2 separate regions of the Anas platyrhynchos genome follow, and region 2 is linked to region 1. The links are chromatin contacts, called in public Hi-C maps. All regions are on one chromosome and are shown on one strand. Each heading gives the region's core, a stretch centred on a gene start, on an enhancer-like site or on the middle of the called end of the contact. The rest is flanking DNA. Distances are from core to core; before and after follow the strand shown. Region 1 holds the start of DLG5 (discs large MAGUK scaffold protein 5). Region 2 overlaps DLG5 (discs large MAGUK scaffold protein 5).

The links. Hi-C and Micro-C count contacts between places; a contact is called where the count stands out from the background.
Region 2: a Hi-C map of F5 follicle shows a contact between it and region 1, with 2.8 times the contacts expected there. The contact joins the enhancer-like site here to the promoter of DLG5 in region 1. A contact is called at or near these places in 6 of 8 Hi-C or Micro-C datasets (F1 follicle, F5 follicle, liver and 2 more).

The regions. Positions count from the first base shown.
Region 1 is chr6:16,848,411-16,854,137 of IASCAAS_PekinDuck_T2T, forward strand. DLG5 (discs large MAGUK scaffold protein 5) reads left to right here and starts at 3,055. Exons shown (of 33, transcript XM_038181721.2): 1 at 3,055-3,500. The coding sequence starts at 3,197.
Region 2 is chr6:16,898,379-16,904,550 of IASCAAS_PekinDuck_T2T, forward strand. The region is part of intron 2 of DLG5 (discs large MAGUK scaffold protein 5); the gene reads left to right. Among named protein-coding and RNA genes, the nearest start is that of DLG5, 50 kb to the left of the region's middle. Within about 2 kb of position 3,968, at least 2 of the 8 cell types and tissues checked have an H3K27ac peak or open chromatin away from gene starts, as enhancers often do. A contact at or near this core is called in F5 follicle, where this site is marked.

The DNA of each region.
Region 1 (5,727 bases), core at 1,805-4,304:
TTTAATTCTGACTAAAGGTATTGCTGGTCGACTGTGCTCCCTGAAGGTCAGTGGCTTTTTCTAATGCCTAAGGCATACATTCCCAGTAGCCTAGTTTCCAAATCTCCAGTTTAGACAATCTAATGATCTTCTTTTTGTTAATTTGTCAGGTTGTCTTGAATCCAATTTTATACAAACACCCATGACATCCCCTGGCAGAGCTTTTAATTACAGAGCATATTTTAATTACGTTTCAAATAAATCCTTCCTTTTGTTAGTTTCAAGTAAGAAAAAAACCTTCCTGTCTTTGGGAACTGTGATAAATACAGGGTAAATCCTTGTATATTCTATGCAAGGCAGAGATGTGGATTTTCAGCCAAGCTTCTACAAGAAAAAAGGCAAGGCAGGCATTGCAGGCTCAGAAGACTGATGTTCTATTTGGAAGAGAAAACAGAGGACCCCGCCACACGTTTGGGAAAAGCAGGCGTAAATCGTCTGAGTAAATGCTTGTGAAAATGCACCTCTCTCCGGACTTCTGAAAGGAACTGGAGTTGCCTGAGTTCCCCGTGCCTGAATGCTGTTCTCTGTTACTGCAGCCTCCAGCAACCAGCACATATCTGCCCTAGTGCTGAGTCAGGCAGAGGACAAAAACCTACAATCGGTCTTTACGTTAAAGAGTTGAGGACTGCTTCATACATCTAAAGCGTGGCTCTGATCATAAGTGCCCTGTGATGGCATTTGGTGGTATGCTTATTTCTCCTACCAGGAAACTTTAGAAGCACATGTGCAACACAGGACTGTTGTTGAGTTTATAAAATCTCACACTGAATAACTGTGAAATAGTCAAATAATTTGTGCAATCTTTATTCAATCTTCTGGTGTATGTACCTTATGAAAGACTCCAGTGCCCTGATTCTCATCCTCAAGGGCACAAAAGGATACCTTCCACAGCAACTCTGACGACTGCTGTCTGTCTTGGCTGACTGACTGCAGATGGGGCTCCCTTCTTACCACTGGTTTCACTCCCATCTGCTTCTTTTTGCTGCGTTGAAAAAGAAATGGATGTAGACCACGATTAATTAGTATCTTTGTCATGTACCATTGCTTTACAGGCTTAAGTTTGTTGGAGAGAAATAGGCATATTTTGAGATAAAATCAAAGGGTCTAGGAAGAACACAGTTTGCAGGTATTGCAACATCAGTTGTTAACCAACATAGTTAATCTCTGTATATGTTACTTAGTAAAAGTGTTCCTAAGACAAACAGCAATGCAAAATTAGAAGAAAGGAATCTACAAGAGCGTAAGTAACAATGGATGAAACATGAAAAAACTTGTTTCAAAACCATGGCATATTGTCAAGTATCAAGAGGATTGTTTTGAATAATGACCTTCAAGGCAGAGAAAAATCCCCAAATCCCTTTACTCTATATCTGCCTCTTCTAAAAACAGCACTGGAATTCATATCATGATTATGCGCATAACCCAAGGCTGTTTTCACATCTGAGAGACACCATCTTCATCCGTTGAACTACATAATATAACTTGAAACACAGTGCAGCACCTGAATTCTCTGAATCAGTGTGTTATTAAAAAAAAATAACAAACAATTGCTTCCCGTTGTACCTCACTGACTCCAGCTTGGTAGCATACGGGGATTTGGCCAGGAGTCTGACTTTTGGACCAGTTCAGTTGCTCCTGGATGCAGTGAGTGGGGATAACGCAATTACTGGTAACACCCTGCCAAGTCATTAGTGCCACCGTTATCTTTGCAGGACATCAGAAACATACCTACAAGGCAAGAGGTCTTTTAGATAAAACGTCAGTTTCAGATTGTAAGTGGCTGTGGTCGTTCTGCAGTCTGTTCCCTCACTGTTTGGAAATTGAAGTGCTATTGATTCGTTGCAGGCTGCTTACCTTCGGACAGACGCTGTTACTCATTCTTTGCCAAACTTGCATCCCTCAGCTGCCGAGAATGGGATATTGGAAAATTACCTGGTCTCCAGTGATTTATGAAACAGATGAAATCACAGCTGGGGGAGATGAGCCATTTGTACTTACCTCCATGTACGCATTTATAACGTCTACATCTATACACATAGTATTTTCATCTATTGTTTGAAAACTCTCATTTTTCTACTTCCTCACGGACCAAGCTCCAACCGGGGCGGTACAATTTCGTGGCTTTTGGCCAAACCGGGCGCTTTTGGGGTACGTTTTGCTGGGATCCCGGGCCTCCTCCCCGCTCACGACCCAGGCTGGGCACCGGGAGCGCTGAGGGCTGCAGCGCGGCGGCGGCCCCACGAGATGGCGGTGCGCGCCCCGCACCGACCGGGCCGCCGGGGCGGGGCCGCCGGCACCCCCCGGCCCGCAGCGGGGCCTTTGTCTCGCCGCCGCCGCCTCCCTCGCAGCCTCGGGCCCGGTGCGGGGCGGCCCCCCCGGGCCTGCGGGTGCCCCGTGCTGCCCCCTCTGGGCGCAGAGCGCTGCCCGCGGCCGCCCGCCTCCTGCCGGAGCCCCCCCTCGGAGCGGCGGCTCGGGTCCTGCCCCGCCCGCGCCCCGCCTCCGCGCCCCCCTCCGCCACCCCCCGGCGGCCGGCGGGGACCCCCCGAGCGGCGGGCGGTGCTCGGCCGGGGCCGGGGCGGCCGCGGCGCTTCGCTGGTGGCGGCGGGCGGCGAGGAGCGGGCGGGCGGCGCCATGCATTGCCGCAGCCCCGTCTGGGCGCAGGCGGCAGCCTTGTGCAACCAACATGGCTGCGGGCGGCCGCGAATGAAAGGAGGCGCTTGGAGCTGAGGCCGTCTCCCCCCTCCTCCTCCTCCTCCTCCGCCGCCGCCACCACTCCTCCTCCTCCTCGCCCCGCGGCCCTGGGGCCGTGTGGCCTGCAGCGAGCGGGGCAGAGAAGTTGGCTGCGCCGCCCCGCAGCAGGCGGGGGTGCCGGCTGCCCGGGAGGCGGCGGTAGCAGCAGCAGCCCCGACCCCCTCCCGCGGCTCCCGCTGCCCCTTTCCCGGCGGGCAGCGGCAGGAGGAGGGGAAGAAGAAGGAGGAGAAGTTGTCTCGCCGCCCGGGGGGCGCCGGCTGCAGGACGAGGAGCGGCCGCCCCCCGTGCGCCGCAGGGAGGCAGCGGCAGAGCCGCCCTCGGCCCGGCCCGGCGCCGCTTCCCCGGGACGAAGTTCGGCGGCGGCGCCTCCCCGGGGCCGGGGGGCGAAGTTTGGCCGTCGGCCGCCATGGAGCCGAAGCACAAGGAGCTGCTCGCCCAGTGCCGCCAGAGCCTGGCGCAGGCCATGACCGAGGTGGACAAGGTGGTGGAGCTGCTGGAGGCCGCCGGCGCCCTCGGCCCCCGCGACCTGCGCGACCTGGAGGCGGCGGGCGGCGGCAAGGCCGAGCTGCTCATCGCCCTGCTGCTGGCCAAGGAGCGGGACCACTTCCAGGACCTGCGGGTGGCCCTGGAGAAGACGCAGCCCCACCTGCTCTCCATCCTCTACCTCAACGGCGCGCCCGGGACGGCGGCGGCGGCCGAGGAGACGGCGGGTGAGCGGGGCGGGGGGCGCGGGCACGGCCCGGGACCAGGAGGAGGAGGAGGAGGGAGGGCGAGCGGCTGCCCCCGCCCAGCCCCGCCGGGCAGAGCGGGCCCCTCGGGGCTGGAGGTGGGGACGAGCCCCGAAGTCCTGCTCCGCCGGGTGCTCAGGCTGCGAACCCCTGTTTGGGGCGCTGTGCTGCGGGGGGTCCCGCGGTTGCTGCGGGCTGTGCTGCTCGGGGGTGAGCTGGGAGGAGGAGAGCTGGGTGTAACTGCACGCCCAGGTGAGAGGAGTTCAGCGGGAACCTTCCTCGGAAGCTGGGCTTTGGCCCAGGGGTCTTCCCTTCCCTCCTTTCTGCACACCACAGTCTGCTTTTCTTGGGATGGTATCAAGCTTCAGAAGAAAAACAAAACAACAACGAAAAAGAGGGGGTAATCCTCAAGTCCAGCAGTGTTTCTAGATGAGAAATACTGAAATTGAACTAAATAATAAATCTGCGTTTAAATCCGTAGATAAGGAAATATATGTTTGTCCAGGGGATGTGCAGGCATCCTCTTGTAGCGTGCGTACAAGCCGAGTGATTAAGAAGAACGTTGTGTTTTTGTTTTTTTTTTTTGCTGTTACCAGACTTGGGAATTGCAGGATGACTACCTGGTTACATAAGGAACTGCTTTGGGAGGGCTTCTTGACCCTTACAGGCTATAGGACTTGGTCAAAAAAATGTAATTCTTCAGAGCTGCTTCTGTCAGGAAAATGGTGCTTCTGTGCGCACTTGCACCGTGTGATCTGCCCCTATTTGAGTTATGCTGTTGATGGTAATAGTTTGCCAAATAGAAAAACGCGTCAGGGTCTTCTGTTTTGTTTCATATCCATGTGTTAATAGTGTATGGCCTTGTCTAATGAATATATGGCGGGACCTCACAGGAGAGGGAAAACAGACTAAACAATGGACCTCAACACTTCTGGCATTATGTGGTCTGACATCAATGGGCGATGAGGGCACTGCTGCTTTTCAGAAATGGGACCCATGATGTTTCTGTATGATTAGATTAATGCTGGGGCTTGTCTTGTTGAGAACACATATTAATTGTACTGGTCTACCAGTGTTCCCCAGCCTTTTAAGCAGAGGTGTAAAATGTGAATGCCAAGAAAAAAATGCAGTGTATGTTGTACTTTGTAATACTTCTTATTTTTTATATGAAAGAATTGCAGAATGTCGCAACACTGAGCTCATAAGGAAAATGTAGTTTAATTAGCAAAACTAACCATATCCTTCTTGACTGAATGTGGTCCTGAGGATCATCTGAATTCTATTAACATCTGCATGGGGAAGGATGGTCCCCCGACAGGGTGGTTTTCATTACTACCGATAAATGAAAGCAAAAGAAGAGCTAACTTTGAGGGCTCTGTTTTATTTTGCTTTGCAATAAACATGTCTACAAATGAGTATGCAGAAAATAGCTACCAGTGAGTGAGCTTAGGGATAAGCTGTCATGCATGTATGAAGGTAGGGGACCCGAGCCTTCAAAGACTGTCCTATGTATTTCGGCATTACTTGTCTGAGGAGGTCTCATGGTAAGTAGTCATGAGACTGCTTGTGTGAGCACCGAATGCCTCTGAAGAATCACAGCTGCTGTGTGAGTTCATCCTGAATATGTTATGTGAAGGGTTAATGTTTGAGGGTAAGTGCAGTAGAAGGGTTCTTGTTTGAACCTGTATTCAGATGTAACCAGGTTTTATTGTAGTGTCTCCCTGTAGGAAGTCTGACCACCCGTCTTCTCTTGTCTTGCCACTTAGGATTTTTACTTCTTTTCACTGTGGATGCTGAAGGCGGATGAGTCAAGCTGCGTTTTGTTCTTTGGGTGTAGTAGCAAACTGTAAACATAGTAGTAAGAAATGCTGTTGGATTCTGGTTTTAAAATACTCGAGAGAAACAGTCCTCAGCATGTATTACGTAAAGAGGGGAAAAAAACAACAACAAACACCTCCATCTTAAATACCCCTTTAACTGAATTTGTCTGGCTGAATTAAGTTTTAGGATTACCATTAGTATATGGAATATGACAGTTTGCAGTGGCATACTTGTGTAAAGGACACCTCCTGAATGCCTGTTGTAGGTGAAAATGATTTACAACTGATACTGTAGCAGTACTTGTTAATTCCTTTCTTCCATCCGATGTTGCTGTGAAAGAAAGGGGAAGGTAGTCAGCAACGTAATTTGGTTCAGAGATGGAGAATTC
Region 2 (6,172 bases), core at 2,718-5,217, 51 kb after region 1:
GCTGCCTTTTTGTCTGTTTAGTCTGTACATAAATACAGTACAGAGTGACAGGCTGTTGTACTCTACAATTTTTTCTTGTGTTTCTTCCTTTCTTCCTTCATTCAAAATTTGTTTAGATGACAGTATTTTATTTGTTCCCTTAGATTTCCTTCCTTTTCTTTCCCCTGTATTAATAATGTTCATGCTGTGCATGGGAACTAGCGTTGGTAGCACTGGGGGGGGCGGGGGGGACGTGTCGCTATTAATTCCCAAAAGAGTTATGATATAAACTGCTGTAATCCCTGCATCCCACCATTGTGCTTTGGCCCCACCTTTTTCCCTGCAAAGGAATAAATCCTCATTAAATTGTCATGCTCTCTTTGTATTTCCTTTCTCTTTGCTCTCTGTTAGTCACAAAGATTTTTGTGTGTAAATAGAAGCATCCTTCATCTGCCCACTCCCCGTGCCCAGCAGACTCTCTGAATGGAGCTACAATCCTGCATCTCTGACATCAGAATAATTATTTATGGAGATGGAGTGCCTGGCGTGCCAGGAACGGAACAACAGTGTTAACTTTAGGAATTGGATAGAGCCCAGTAACAGAGCTGTATGTGACAGTCACTGGCCCATCTCCCACTTGACCAGTAATGGTAATGGAGAGGGAAAGCACACAGAATAAAGAAACCTTTTGTTTGGTTGTTTTTTGTTTTATAATGTGCCAGTTTGTATAGTGCACTCAGACATTTGACTTGTATAATTTTGAAGATAAATGTTCAGCAAGCATTGAACTGAACTTGTATGACACAGTCTTGGACAACCAGTGCCAGGCAGCCCTGCTTGAGCAGGGAGGTTGGACCAGATGTCCTCCTCCAGAGCTCCTTTCCAACCTCAGCTGTTCCGTGAACTATTCTAAGTTTGTGTGTCAGAGGTGATTTGTAGGGTATGCTGAAGTCAGCTCTAGTGCCAGTGTGCCAGACTGGCGCAAGGGACCGTTCCTGTTGATGTTCAGGAGTAGATGACGTAGGCAAAATGGTGCAAGTATTCAGGAGATGTGCATTTTGGATTTCTGTTTGTTTTTTTTTTTTCCAAAGAGTAGTATAGTTTTAAGTTCCTAGTGTCAGGTTAATCTCAGTCTCAGTTTCTTGCTGTACAGCATGTATTCTGTACAGTATCAGCTACCACACTTTATAGCATTGTCTGAAACCTCCATAAATGTAACATTACAGAGAGAGAGATGCTAATTACTGAGTCACTTAATTCCAGCTACTTAGGAGGAACCGAGTGATAGTTCCTCTGAGTATTAAGTTACTGGGAATTTATGTGAATACCATATGTACAATGTATCTTGAGTTCTTTACCTTACCTTGATATACTCAAACTGAATAAACAGTCCAGACTAGAAGTGTTGTATTTTTGAAGTATGCTCTTAAAATATGTGAAGTTATTTTTACTCTTGCTGTATTCCAGCAGATTTTTTTTGGACCTGTAAGGAAGGTTGGAAGGCTTGTTCTGACTCATTTCCTGTAGATGATGTAACATCAGCCCAAGGCCACCCTGCTTATACTTCAGCATGAAATTGTCAAATTTGTTTGCTACAGGAGGTAGTAACACAATGTCTTAATAAGTTTCTGTGCCTATATGGATTATCTACCTGACTTCCCATTTTTTTTTTCTTATTTTTTTATTTTACGGGCTCCTTTGTCCCTTTTTATGGTAGGCAGGTAAGCCATTGCTCTGACTTGCGTTCTTTGAAAAAAAAAAGTCTCTATGAATTTATTTAGTCTATGCTACAAGAGTTTTGAAACCCAGTGTCCAGTAATACGCTGTTGACCTAAGCAATGTTTTGCCGTGACAGGATTATAGTTTCTGGAATCAAGCCATTATTTAAATATCTCAGTAACGTAATATAACTTCGAAGTTTTCTTTTAATGCTTTCAAAAAAAAGTGATTCTTCGTCCCCGTCTTGCTGCACAGTGTTCTTATTTAATCTTTATTTTTTTGAGAAACATGTAAAGAAAAACAAGCAGTTACATTTGGGGGTCAGGCAATAGCTCTGAGGACATTCTGCTGCGTTATGCTTTTTTATGATGCATTTTGAATAGAATGGCATTACATTCTGTTTCATTTTTCAAAACTATACCAAGATATTAATGAGTGAATTTCCAGAATGGAACAGGCTCTCCATCTGCATTTCTATAATTTCCTTATTTCCATATCTAAATCTGAGTTGTTGTGATTGCAGCTGTCAATCTTGTATTCCCTGTACTCTTCATCATGTATTCAAGCCTCTGTCTTGCAGCTGAAACCATGCTATTATTCCAGCTGTTCAGTTCTTTGCAACTGGTATCACTCTTTTAGTCCTACGTGTTTTTTTTCTTACCCTGTTAGTATCACTGTGCTGCCTTTTACTAGGTGAATTTCCATTCCCGTCTGTAACAAACGCCATCATCGGCAATATCGTTTTATGACTTTCTCTTGTAGTCATCAGGTTCCATATGTCTGTCCCCACTGATCTCTTCCAAATTTGACTTGAACCAACAGTGTTTCCTTGCTTAACACTTTGTTAGCTTATCAGCCTGACAGGCTATTTACAGGTAGTTTTTCACTAATTGCAATTCAAGTGCTTAATCTGAGGCCCTTAATTCTTACTCCAAAGCAAACATTACACCCCTCCCATCTGATAATAATTCCTTCCCAACAAAGCATAGTCTTTCTTTTCACCATTTCACCTTGGCCATTTTGACAGCTGTCTCTTTATATTGATATTGTTTCTATTTATTGCCTCACACTTTGTACAGCTGTGCATAACAAAGTAATTGTTTTCAGTATTCATAGAAAGTGTTCAATTACAGGTGTGGTTTATGATACTCCTTCAAAGATAAACTCTATTTCATTGCTGGAAAATGTCATTTCCCTTCCCTTTGCTTCTCCTCCTTGGCAGTCAGCCTGTAGATCTCTTTTTTGTTGATGTTTTTTGGTTTTGTGCTAATGCAAACACAACCTTTACATTTGATAAAGACACCTGGACAGTTGTCACTTGTTCCTTTGTCAGCATGTGCTAATACAACACCTGCTGAAGAGTCACAAATGATGCAGAAAACTTAAGAATGCTTCCAGTACACCACATCAGGATCCTTTTGGGCATCCCAGACTTCAACCTTCTACCTCCATCCCAGTCATACTCTCTATTCAGAAGTCATTTTTTCTTGTGTGTAAAGTTTGACCTCAACAGTTGAGGCAAACCGCTTTTTATAGATTTAAATCCTATGTAATTTGCTTTTCCTTTGATCTGAGTAGTACATGTTGAGTTTACTGGAAGCATGGCTTATGAAATAACCACTCTCTTACACAAACTTAGAGTAACTTCACTCTCCTTTGATTTTCCTCTGTTTGGTTCATGAATCATACAGGTTATCCTTAATCTCTTTGCCTGATTTTCAATGTGTTTACGAATAAGCACCTTCTCTTAAGTACTAAGTTCTTTGAACAGCTTCATTGTATTCTCGCTGACTTATGGCATCCATTTCCTTGTAGCTATGGGTTAAAATGTAGTCATGCAGTGTTCTTTCAACTTCTGTCACTTCAGAAGTACTCAAGAATTGTTCAGTGGATGTGATGCTCTTTTTTAAAACTAGTAAAAACAAAAAAAAAGTTAACTTTGCTGATATGTAGTCTTGGGAGAGGAAGGATTTATTTTTATTTTTATTATTTTACATTGCCTGTAATAAATCAGTTTGAATTACTTCTTGGTCTCTTGAGGATTCTGCTTGAAAACCTGTAATTAGTATCTGACCACTTCATGCCATTTCACTCGCTGCAGTATCTTCTTAATGCTTGGCAGCTGACTTACGGAATTCCTGAAGATTCCATCTGTAATGATTTGAATGGGAATACAGCATGTGTGAATACCCATCTCCTGCACTCCAGACAGCACGTCTGGAACACGGTGTCTTTACTGCTCCCTGAGGCCCTTTATCAGTCTGTGCATTCAGGAAATCCTTTTGGTGTCAGCAATTTTCTTTGAGGACTGTAAAACAGTATGGTGGAACGATGCTCAGAACTCCCCTCAGGAAAAACCTCGAAGGGGTGAGTATTGGCAGGTCTCAGCCTTTTGGTCGGGGTGCAGTAGTTGACCCTAGCAGTTGCCCTGCTCAGGTTTGCATGGGGTTCTTGAGCCCAAGTTATGCTTTTGCTGTGTGGTTGTAAGCCTTACAAAGGGTTTGATCTTTCCCACAAGGGAGCTCTTAGCTGCTCTACTCCAGAAGCTTCAGCTGTATTTTCATGGTCATGGTACAGGTTTACAGATTCTATTCTCTGTTGTATTTTACTGAAGAAAAGTTCTGCAGGGAATTTTTGAACTGACATACCTGGTATTTTTTCTCCTTCCTTGTAATTACTGGGTATTAGATTGGGATTATCATTCATGTTGATCTTTCCAGAACCACTGCTCAGTGGTTCACTGCTTCAGATTCTTAAGTCTTAAGTTTATCTAAGCTGAAGTTTGTTTCATATTCTGGACAGTTGATTTATCTTGTTATATTCTGTATTAAAGCAAATACTGAAGTGTTTTATGTTCTTGTTCTTGCACGTTACATGATCTTTGCTGCTTTCATAACCTGTTAAATTTTCTGTCTGTCAGATGAAACTCTTTCCACTGTTCAGTATTGTGCTTTTCAGTTTCCCTTCCTCCATGCATTGTTGCTTGTTTTCATTAAAGTATTATTTCACTTGCAAGGCAGTTCTGATCCGTTATTTCAAGACCACTTCAAAAGATACACATGAGGAAATATATCTAAATGATAGCTTTTGTTATGTAATCCTATTCTAGTCCTTGTAAATTACTGAGAGCAAGTCAATATTTTAGCTGGTATTTTCCTACACCTGGCGTAGGTCTTCCTGAGCTTAGGGAGAAACCCTATTGGTCATACTTTGCAACACATCTTTTGTCTTGTTTTGCAAAATCTTTTAGTTTTATTAACATGTTCTTTCATGATTTACAAGGCCATAGAGAAATGATATTCTGACTATCCATGTTGTTTTTTTTTGGAATGAAAGCAGTGAGAAAGGCTCAGGTGTACCATGACTAGTCTGATTGCCTGCAAGCAAGAATTAGCACAAATTTGTAAGATGACGTGAAAAAGTCCAAGTAAAATTTGAAGCATTATGTTAGCTTATGGTAGATTGCCTTTTGAATTGGTTAACACTCATACAAGTGTATTCTCGGAGTAAATTAATGACTTTATCATAACTTAAAATATATTCATAGTATTTCTTAAAAACAAAGCAAACAAACAATAGTTGTTCATGCATTGGTACTCATTTTCCTACCTCAACATGCTCTTGTTTCAGTGTTACGCATCTTGGTCAGTTAAAAAAAAGCACAACAGTCATATTTCTCTTCATGTTGTGTGTTTCAAAGAATGCACTGCCCCACACCAAAATAATGGGGGTGACATGAAAATGAAGTTAACAGTGCTGTGGTTTCTGTATGGTTGTATTATCTCTTCAGTCATTGATGATTAGGAAAATCATCAATAATTTTATTTGGTATGTACCATGTTAATGGATCTTTATGATTTCTGTGAAGTCAGGTGTTTGAACTACAGTTAGGGAAGATACAATTGCTTCAGATTGAAATTTATGTATGTATGTATTTATTTATTTATTTATTTTTCAATGCAGCATATGTTGGGAAATCTGCTTTAGATTAAGTTCACGTGTACTCAGGACTTACTGCATATACTGCATTGGAGTCAAAACTTATTTTGTCCGTAACGCACACCCAGCGTAGGGCTGTTTCAGGTGTTAGTGGAGCACAGCTTACCTGGAGGCTGGCCAGCAAAGTGGCTTGCATACTGTTGTGTTCTCAGTGCCAAAGTGGACCTAACATCAGAAATGAGTTTTGAGGCTTACTGAAGCAGATGAATGAGTTGTACTTGGCAAGACACACAGTAAATCCTTTTTAACAAATGCAGGTTATCTGAGAAAGCAGGTAAGTTACTGTAAGGTGGCATCATTTGGATAATGGAAATTTAGCCTTTAGGCTTGTACATTTTAAGACCAGTTTGTCTAGTTAAAGAGCAGAAAGGAAGTACTGTTGCGTAAAATATGCAGTCAGATGGAAAAAGAATACAAAGCTGGAAGCACAGGTCGCTTTCCTTACACTGCATCAGGATGTCAGATGCAATAAAGG